2 separate regions of the Macaca mulatta genome follow, and region 2 is linked to region 1. Evidence: chromatin contacts called from public Hi-C data. All regions are on one chromosome and are shown on one strand. The core of a region is the stretch at or near the end of the contact, and the rest is flanking DNA. Distances in the headings are between cores, read along the strand shown.

Region 1 (4,851 bases), core at 1,273-3,772:
ACAATATTTTAAAATCCACCGTATAACTTTTTTTTCTTTAAAAGAAAAATATCGATCTAAGAAAATAATACCTAACATGGTGTTAATGAAAAGTAGGATGGATTGTTTATGTGTACATAAGAACTTAAAGTTCAAAGGAAAAACAGCATGCATATCAGCAAGTTGACCTGGCTCCGCTGACAGCCAGGATTACCAGTTATTTCACTTGGTGTGTACCAGTGCCACTTGGAAACTACCCACCTTCCATGAGCAGGTCTACTCAACCAAATCTTACTTTCATGAGACTGTGAGGATATACAACTGGGGACATTTCTTATACTCAGAGGACCACAAGTCATGGCTGTGGCCACTTCTGATTCTGACTTCAGGGGTCACCCAGACCCCAAGCCACCCAAACCTGATAAAGGCAAGTTGATCTTGGGCAAGGTTCAGAGCCAGCAGCACAGCTGAAAGGTAGTGGAGAGCACTTTCAGATGCTATATTTCAACTGACATGAAGTGAAGCAAGAGGGGAAATAACTAACAATAATCTGAATAAAAAACAAAAGAAAAAAAAAAGGGCCAGATGTGGTGGCTTACACCTGTAATCCCAGCAGTTTGGGAGGCTGAGGCAGGTGAATCACCTGAGGTCAGGAGTTCGAGACCAGCCTGGCCAATGTGGCGAAACTCCGTCTCTACTAAAAATACAAAAATTAGCCGGGCATGGTGGCATGTACCTGTAATCCCAGCTACTAGCGAGACTGAGGCAGGAGGATCGCTTGAACCTGGTAGGCAGAGGTTGCAGTGAACCAAGATTGTGCCACTGTACTCCAGCCTGGGCAATGGAGTGAGACTCTGTCTCAAAAAAAAAAAGAAAAGAAAAAGGAAAAAAAATGACTGTCCTGGGTTTACAGGTAGCTCACACCTGTAATCCCAGCACTTTGGGAGGCTGAGGCAGGAGGATTGCTTGAGCCCAGGAGACCAATCTGGGCAATACAGCAATACACTGTCTCTACAAAAAATTTTAAAAATCAGCCAAGTGTAGTGATACACATCTGTAGTCCTAACTCAGGAGGCTAAGGCAGGAGGATTGCTTAAGTCCAGGAGTCTGAGGTTGGGTGAGCTATGACTATACGACTCCATTCCAGCCTGGGCTACAGAGTGAGATCCCATCTCTAAATAAATAAATAGACCATAAATTCTGTAAAGTGAATCTTTAGACAAAGACTACTAAATCCATCAAATGATATATGAAGTTTTGTTACAACAAATGTTTATATATTGAGTTAAAAATTATCTGTACACATACACACAACCTGCATTTACTTAGTTTAAAAGGAGTGTCAATATTAAAATTAGGGATTTTGGCCAATTTGGGTGCAGTGGCTCATGCCTGTAATTCCAGCACTTTGGGAGGCCGGGTAGATCATCTGAGGTCAGAAGTTTGAGACCAGACTGGCCAACCTGGTGAAAACCCGTCCCTACTAAAAATGCAAAAATTAGCCGGGCATGGTGGTTCGCCCCTGTTATCCCAGCTACTTGGGAGGCTGAGGCAGGAGAATTGCTTGAACCCGGGAGGCGGAGGCTGCAGTGAGCTGAGTTCATGCCACTGCACACCAGCCTGGGCGACAGAGTGAGACCCTGTCTCAAAAACAAAAATCATTTTTTGTTTTTTTGTTGTTGTTATTGTTTTTGAAGATGGAGTCTCACTCTGTCACCCAGGTTGGAGTGCAGTGGCACGATCTCAGATCGCCGCAACCTCTGCCTCCCAGGTTCAAGCAATTCTCCCGCCTCAGCCTCCCAAGTAGCTGGGATTACAGGGCTGCACCACCACGCCTGGCTAATTTTTGCATTTTTAGTAGAGATGGGGTTTCACCATGTTGGCCAGGCTGGTCTTGAACTCCTGACCTCAGGTGATCTGCCTGCCTTGGCTTCCCAAAGTGCTGGGATTACAGGTGTGAGTGACCATGCCCGGCCTAAGAATAATAACTTTATAATTATGAAAAATCTATTACATATTCATCAGTTTGCCAGCATTAATCTCAAAGCATAAGTTTTACTTTTTGGGGATAAAGAGATAGATTGTGTTTTAGCCATATGACCAATGTAGAAACAAGCTAAGGTTAACTCCTCATCTAATGAATAGGCCCGATAAAAAAGTTGGTTGACCACAACATGAATAAATAAATGACCATAAGCTTGGAAATGCTACCTCTAGTGTTTCAGAGTGTCGATCACATTTGTAGTCATCACTTAAAGAATTAATGTCTGCCAATGTTTTCATCTAAAATATATTTACAGAGGTCAGAAGAGCTATGTCCGTCCTCCTCTATGCAAAGAGGTGACGACATCAAGGGGTATGTCACAAGCCAAAGTTTAGTTAGACTAAGTTAGTTAGCTGGTTTGTAGTTTTATCCACTAAGTCTGATCTTCTGACCCCTCAGTTTTACAACTTTCCACTCTGTGCTGCACAGCACCTCTCCACTTCTGAGTTAATCATTTCTTTGCCATTATCTGGCAAGAATTCTTATCTCTTTTGCTGTCACTTTATAACAGGGTCCTCTTATCAACCTGCATAGAGTCATGTGATGAGTCAAAGCCTATCAAAAGTTTCCACTCTTCTGATTAGAAATCATCATGAAACTGGATACATGGTTTACAGCAGGTCACTAATGTTGGAAAAAGTACAGAGTCCAGGGAAAGACTTGCTTGTAACTTTATGAATTCTGGATTTTTTTTTCCCTTTGCTTTTTCTTAACTTTCACTAAGGGTTACCGTAGTCTGATGTGTCCTTCCCAAGGCCACGAAATTTGACAAGCTGCACTTTTCTTTTGCTCAATGATTTCTGCTTTAGGCCAAAGAACTGCCTATAATTTCACTAAGAATGTCTTCTAATTCGGATACTGGGGATTTACAAGAGTCTTTAAAGCACGGACTTACACCTATTGGTAAGTAGGAGTTGCTCTATTGATCATCTATTTATTCTGCTAGTACATACATATAATTTAATCTCATTGATGGATTTTGCATTTTAAGTCATGGCTTTTCCTATTATGTTTATTAAAAGCACATAATAAGCCCATGTATGTGTATCACACATTTATCTTTCTTGCAGTTCAAAAAAAGCAAATGAATATTTCAACATATGAATATTATTCATTATATCTAGTGTTTACTGGTGGCATTCTATTAGCCTAAACAGCGAGAAAATATAATTTATAATTTAACAATTTCAACTTTAATATTTGCTGATAATTTTAATCAGAAATAATAAGCTAAAATTTGAACAATTTGAAACAAGTTAATCATATTGACTGATCACTGATCAAACTTTAACAGATAGCTGTCAAGTATTTGTTACTTTTCAACCCACACAAAAGTATGGTGTCTCATTCTCTGCTTATACTGTAAAAACTTTTCATTTTATCTTCCTGGGGAATGAAAGCCATGCCCCCCCGCCAAAAAATAAAACCCAAAAAACTAGACCATCACTAATAAAGGATTTGAAGTTAAGAGCTACTGTTTTTTTTTTTTTTTTTTGCAACAATTAGTATATTTTGTTTTTACAAACAGAAATAAGTAAATAAAGCTACTTTTCATTTAAAAAATAGAGTTACAAACTTGTGAATTTTATAGCAAGACTACATTCAATTAATCCTAAAAGTAAAGGACTAAAGGGAAGTGATTCTCAGTGGTCTGTAATTGTCTGTTGGAAGTCATGCCCTTCTGCCTTTCCCCCGGTTTTTGAAGGACCTGTGTCTTTTCTGGTAGCATTTTCCTAGGCTTTCGGACTGGAACTTCCCTCCGAATTTGCAGGGGCCTGTCATGAGCTCTGAGTCTCAGCTCCATTGTAACAAGAAAGAAAAACCCAGGCTTGAGTTTTTCCTCTTTTTTCCTTCCGAGTCAGCTGACTCCACAGAATGCAGTGATTGCTTTTTTTTATGGGCCAACTACACCCTAAAGTATATCACTTGAGGAAATGTTTACCAAAAATGTTCTATACTTACGAAAAAGAAAACACGGGGAAGGCAAGCAGGGTGTAACACACAATCAATTGTTCTGCAGATAACACAGAAAATACAGGCACAAGAAAGATGAGAGAGAAGCACAAAACGATTTCGCATCTTTTTCGTCGGTCTGAACCGCCGCGGTGTGCAGGCGAGGAGTCCTTCCCGGCAGCTCCGCGCAGCTCCCGCTCCGTGGCGAGGGCCGCAGCTAGAGCGCGCTCGGGCGGGAGACGCGGACTGAGCGCGCACGGGGGACGCGCGCTCGGGGGCTCGCGCCCGCGCGGGCGGTCTTGGGCTCTTGCCGCGCGCAGCCCCAGCTGGTCGCTGCCAAAATAGAGTTGAGCTGGGTCGGGAGACCACACACGCCGATCCCCCGCTGTCTCCCCCAGACCCCAAGGGTGAATTAAAGAGGGTAAGGTAGGGGAAGGAGACGCTGTTGCACTTCTCTCTGCAACCCGGGAAGAACTGTATTTCCACCGACCGCACCCGCAACTCACATAGCAAGGAACCGAGGCGGGTACACGCTGAGCGTAAACAGAGAACACCTGCAGCTTTGGAATCCGTCCCACCGCAGAGGGCTGGGAACCGGAGGACTGTCGGTCCAGCCCATGAGAGGCTGCTGGGGACTAAGCCTCAAGAAAAGTACCGAAGAAGGCTCTCCCCTGGCCTCAGCGAGCCTACCCCAACATCCTAAACCTGTGCAGGCACTTCCGGGCGCCGGATTCCGGGATAACAAAATTCCAGTTTCCGGTAAAAGAGACCTCTTTCAGGATCTTATTCGCAGCCACCCGCCCCTTCCCAACTCAAGCACACCCCCTCCGCCTCCTGGTATTGCAGCCCCGCAGGTGGTTGTGAGGTGTCCGCAT
Region 2 (4,851 bases), core at 1,479-3,978, 370 kb after region 1:
CTGGCTAGTCAATTTCTGAGATGAGGACTGGAAGGCTGATGAAGTCTCTAAGTTCTTCTGAGAATCTATCAGATCATCCAGCTCCTGGGAAGGTGTCAACTGCTGATGTGTAGCATCCAAAGCAGACAAATAAAGACCTGGCTGCGATCCAAACAACATCCCAAAAGGAGGCTTTGGCAATGAAGATGGCAACACTGAGGTAACAGATTGGCCAAAACCACACTCCAAAGGAGACGTAGTGTATATTTGTTTTTCTGGAAACAAAGTGTGGTTGTGGAGAGGTGAAGACAAACTGACAAATTGGAAACCATGTCCAAGAGTGAAACTTGCATTAGTGGATTTTTCAAAAGCCTGTTGGAGGTATTTGGAGTATTCTTGCAACATACTTGCTTTATCATTTGAAGGTGTTTGGGTGCCTGGGCTCAAATTTTCTTCTTGAACCAATTCTGAGTGTTCTCCTGAGGTGTGTAAATCCACTCGTGGTTCTGTAATATTGAAAGGATCCTCTTTCTGGCTTTCTGATTTGTTGGAGTATTGATCCAAAATACTTTGTAAAACCTCATCAGGAATTCCAGACTTGTCATGACAAGACTTAATCTCAGCATTTAGAGCTGAGGAGTCAATAAGTGACAATGGTGCCTCATTGTCCAAAACACTGACACCTGCAGACTGAATGACAGACTGTTGGGAGACCATGTGTCCTACGTTTATAGAAAAGGCACTGTTGCTGCTGGCAGTTGGTAAATATCTTCTTTTCTTTGAAAACTGCATGGCATCATCATAATTACTACTTATTTGACCTTGTTTGCCACTTGTACTTTGGAGAAGACCAATGGTCTCCACACTATTATTTGATACTATGCCAAGTGAGCCACTTGGTTTTCCAGACAAGGATTTCTGTCCTACTATGTCTGGTAATGGTGACACAAAGTTTAGGTAGTTTTTGTCTGTATTTTTTCTGCTTCCTTTCTTAAAGATCAATTTTGGCACCCTTTTCTGCAGTTCATCTATTCCAGTGCCAATTATGCCTCCACTGGAAGACACGGTAGGCATTTCTACTGAGTAACTCTGCATGTTTATATTATTTGAAATTTGTGATTCATTTGTTTTACCGGTCTTCTGTTCCTTATTTTCAATAGCTATGCTTTTTGACTTTGTTTTTCTCCTTGAAGAACTTGTATTTCCCTGAGACAACACAGCCAGATTACCCATATTGTTATGGTTTGATGACCCAGGTTCTGCACTAGTGGCTCCTTTAACTATGACTTCACCACATGTGCGCCTGTGCTTCAACAATCTATCAGTCCTTGAAAAATACTGTTGGCAAGTGTCACACTTATATGGCTTTTCTCCACTATGTGTCCTCTTGTGTCTCTCCATATGGTACTTCTGAATAAACTTCATGCTGCACTGATCACATCCAAATGGCTTCTCTCTACTATGAATTTTCTCATGTCTCTGTAGTAGGTATTTCTGAATGAAACCCATACTACACTGGCTGCACTGGAAAGGTCTTTCTCCTGTATGAATGAGGACATGTCTCCGCAGATGATAGGAGCTTCGGAAAGCAGCACTACAGTGATCACAGATATGAGGTTTCTGACTTGGGGAGAGGATGGCACCTTCTCCATCTCCAACCAAAGAAGGTTTGGAAGATGCACTTGGCTTCCTCTTGGCTTTGATTCCCTGAGATTCTGGCTTTGGCCTTTTTACCTTTTTGACATTAGTGTCCTGCTTTGGCTCCTCACTGCCATGGTGGTCATCAGTCCTGCTACTGCTGCTGAGCAATACGTCGCGGTGGTGCTGAGCTGGTTGCTGCTGGACATGCTGGTGGAGAATACTGAGGTCCTGGATGACGCCGTGACTCCCCCCTTCACCGCCTCCTAGGCCTGGAGACCTCTCTTCAGCTCCAGCGAACAGCCCCCCATAGTGGTGGTGGTGATGGTGGTGGTGGGACTGCTGCTCCTCAGGATCCGCGGGTTTCTCCTGTTTGATGCTAACCAAAGACTGCAAGAATCCCCAGGAGGTCCTCTGCGAGGGGAAGGCCGCGGCTGACGCCGCCGGCTCCTTCTTGAAAGTCATGTCCGGGGCTGGCGGAGGGGGGGGCTCAGCGGCCGGGGCTGCGGAGGTAGAGGAGGATAACACGCATTGCGGGGGAGGGGCGGCCGACCCCGCCGGCCGGGTGAAGCTGGTGACCGGGGGAAGCCGGTGGTTGAACATAACCATACCCTGGGGAAAGGTGGGTTCCATCTCTGCCCTCCTGCCGCTGCTGCTGCTGCCGCCGCCGCCGCCGCCACTACCACCGCCGCCGGAGCCGCTACCACCGCTACTGCCGGTACCTCCGCCGCCACTCAGGAACCCACTGCCGATTTTCATACCCCGGAGGAGGCCTGGCTGAGGAAAGGAGGAGGAAGAGGGAAGAGGGAGGAAAGGAGGTGGAACCGGGCCCCGGGCCGGGACCACCGCAGCGCTAAGGACCCCGCCGCGCCGCCGCCCAGACCGCAACGCGCCCAGCACTAATTCCCAGCCCAGTCGCCTCCGGCACCGGCACGCATGGTCCTGCGACTCTTCCCCAGGCCTCGCCCTCTCCCTCCTGGACCCACCGGCAACACTTACGGGTCCCGCCGCCGCCGCAGCCGCCGTCGCCTCCAGTTAATAAAAATAACGCCGTCCTCTCCACAATGGAATTAAAAGCCTCCCGTGTACTGCGCAGCCGCGGCGCAGTGTCTGCTGGGAACTCCTCGACCCGGCCAGAGGGGAGGTCTGAGGAGCCAGGGCGCCTGCGCCGCAGCTTCCGCCCGGTCTGCCTGTCAATCACTGGGGCGGTTGGGCGGAGGCGGGGGAGCAAGGGCAGGAGAGGCGGGGATTTGGAGCCCTACTAAAAAGGGGCTTTCGAGGCGCATGGGCGTGATTGGTGGGCTGCACTGAAGGAGATGAGAGTGGTTGAGGGTTTCTGGGGGGAAAACGCTCAGGAGGTGGAATCCAAGGGGCGGGAAGTTACGGGGGACTGTACTACAGCGTGGCGTGGGAGATGCAGAGAAAGAGGCTGAAAGAGAAGGTGGGGGAAACTGAGGATTCAATATTAGGGCTTTCTTCACTCTAGGTTTTGCAATCCAGGTCTTGAAATAAAATTCAAACTCAGAAGTGGATCATTGAGGGCACTTTTGATTCTATCAAGAAGCATTCAACTCCAAATGCTCAACATTTATTAAAACAGGTGCTTATGTTATCCCTTTGAATTTGGAAGCACTAATAATGGGCGCATATCCTTTGCATTTATAGGAGGAGCCTGCTTTGAAACCGCAATTAGTGGTACCGTTGCAAAAAAAAGAAAGCAAAAAAATCTTGTCTTACTGCCAACCTTCCTGAAGGCTACTGGAAGAGGAAACCGAGCGTAATCCAGGTGCAGCAGTCCTGTAAAACATGCCCACACACATACTTCATTATCATCACATCTTATTTAAATGCCCCCATACCTTAGCCTGGCTAATCAGTCTGTTTGCCATGTTATAAATGCCTGGCCCTTTATATTGTTTATGCAAAATTAACCACCAGGCCATTCTAAGAGCTCTGCTAGGATCCACTCTCCTCGCCAGTACAGAATGCCGAGAAACTCATTGCAAATTTAGAAATTTTTCTCGTAAAGGAAAGTAATGAAGTAAAATCTTAAAATCAAAGTTATATCAACAAAATCAAACAACAAATATTTATTCAGTGCCTAATGTGCACAAGGCATTCGATTTCATGTTAAGCACGCAGAAATCTAAACCAGACATTTTCCTAGCAAAGGATATTTATAAATGAGAAATTTTAAATAAAAGAACCAGAACTATGACAACAGCTTATTTACATAGTATGTTTTCTTAATGAAATTACATGTACATCACAATGTTTCTAGCTAAATAATTTCTCATAATTAAATAATAAATTCTCTGAGAAATTTCACAATCGAAACCATAGGGATTATTTACTAATACTTATGGACCTCTCTGAGCCTGCCCTAAAAAATTTAAGGACGATATTTAATGAGCATTTTGAGATAAGAAGTAATTGCTTTTTTTCTAATCCCATGAAACAACATGTAAGTATTCCACCACTTAAACTGACACTTTAATTCTGTCAAGTATAGTTGTGATATTGTGAAATATATATTTGGACTTTGAACCGTTTTGTGGCACACAACTGCTAAAATCCTTGGAATCTGCAAAGTAATAAATGTCTTTTTGTATGCTAATGAAGCGACTGATGATGGCTGGCAACCCCTTGGTAGCTTCAGGATGGGGGCTGGTCACCGGAAAGGCCAAGGCAGGATTAGAGTTTGGGACTTTCAGTCCCACCCCCCGACCTCCGGGGAGGAGAGAGGGATTGAAGGTTAAGTTGATCTCCAATGGCCAGTGATTTAATCAATCATGCCTGTGTAGTGAAGCCTCCATAAAAACCTAAAAAGGACAGGGTTTGGAAAGCTTCCTGTAAGCGAACCCGTGAAGGTTCCGGGAGGGTGGCGCACCCGGAAAGGGCATGGAAGCTCCACGCCCCTTCCCACATACCTTCCTCTATCCATCTCTTCATCTGGTGTTCATCGATAGCCTTTGTAATGTCCTTAATAGTAAACTGGAAAACGTAAGTGTTTGCCTGGGTTCTATGAGCTGCTCTAGCAAATTAATCAAGCCCAAGGAAGGGGTCATGGGAACCGCGATTTATAGCTGGTGAGTCAGAGCACGGGTAAAACAACCTGGGGCTCGTGATTGGCATCTGAAATGGGGCCAGTCTTGTAGGCCTGGGCTCTTAATCTGTGGGATCTGATGCTGTCTCCAGGTAGATAGTGTCAGAATTGAATTGGAGAACACCCCG

The links. A called contact is a pair of places that touch in the nucleus more often than the background predicts.
Region 2: a Hi-C map of fetal cortical plate shows a contact between it and region 1, with 1.8 times the contacts expected there. The contact joins the promoter of ZNF281 here to the promoter of NR5A2 in region 1. A contact is called at or near these places in 2 of 14 Hi-C or Micro-C datasets (fetal cortex germinal zone and fetal cortical plate).

Annotation. Positions count from the first base shown.
Region 1 is chr1:57,680,310-57,685,160 of T2T-MMU8v2.0, forward strand. NR5A2 (nuclear receptor subfamily 5 group A member 2) reads left to right here and starts at 2,523. Exons shown (of 8, transcript XR_013417335.1): 1 at 2,523-2,926.
Region 2 is chr1:58,049,440-58,054,290 of T2T-MMU8v2.0, forward strand. ZNF281 (zinc finger protein 281) reads right to left here and starts at 2,729. Exons shown (of 3, transcript XM_078002422.1): 1 at 2,604-2,729; 2 at 2,229-2,390; 3 at 1-2,120. The coding sequence starts at 2,376.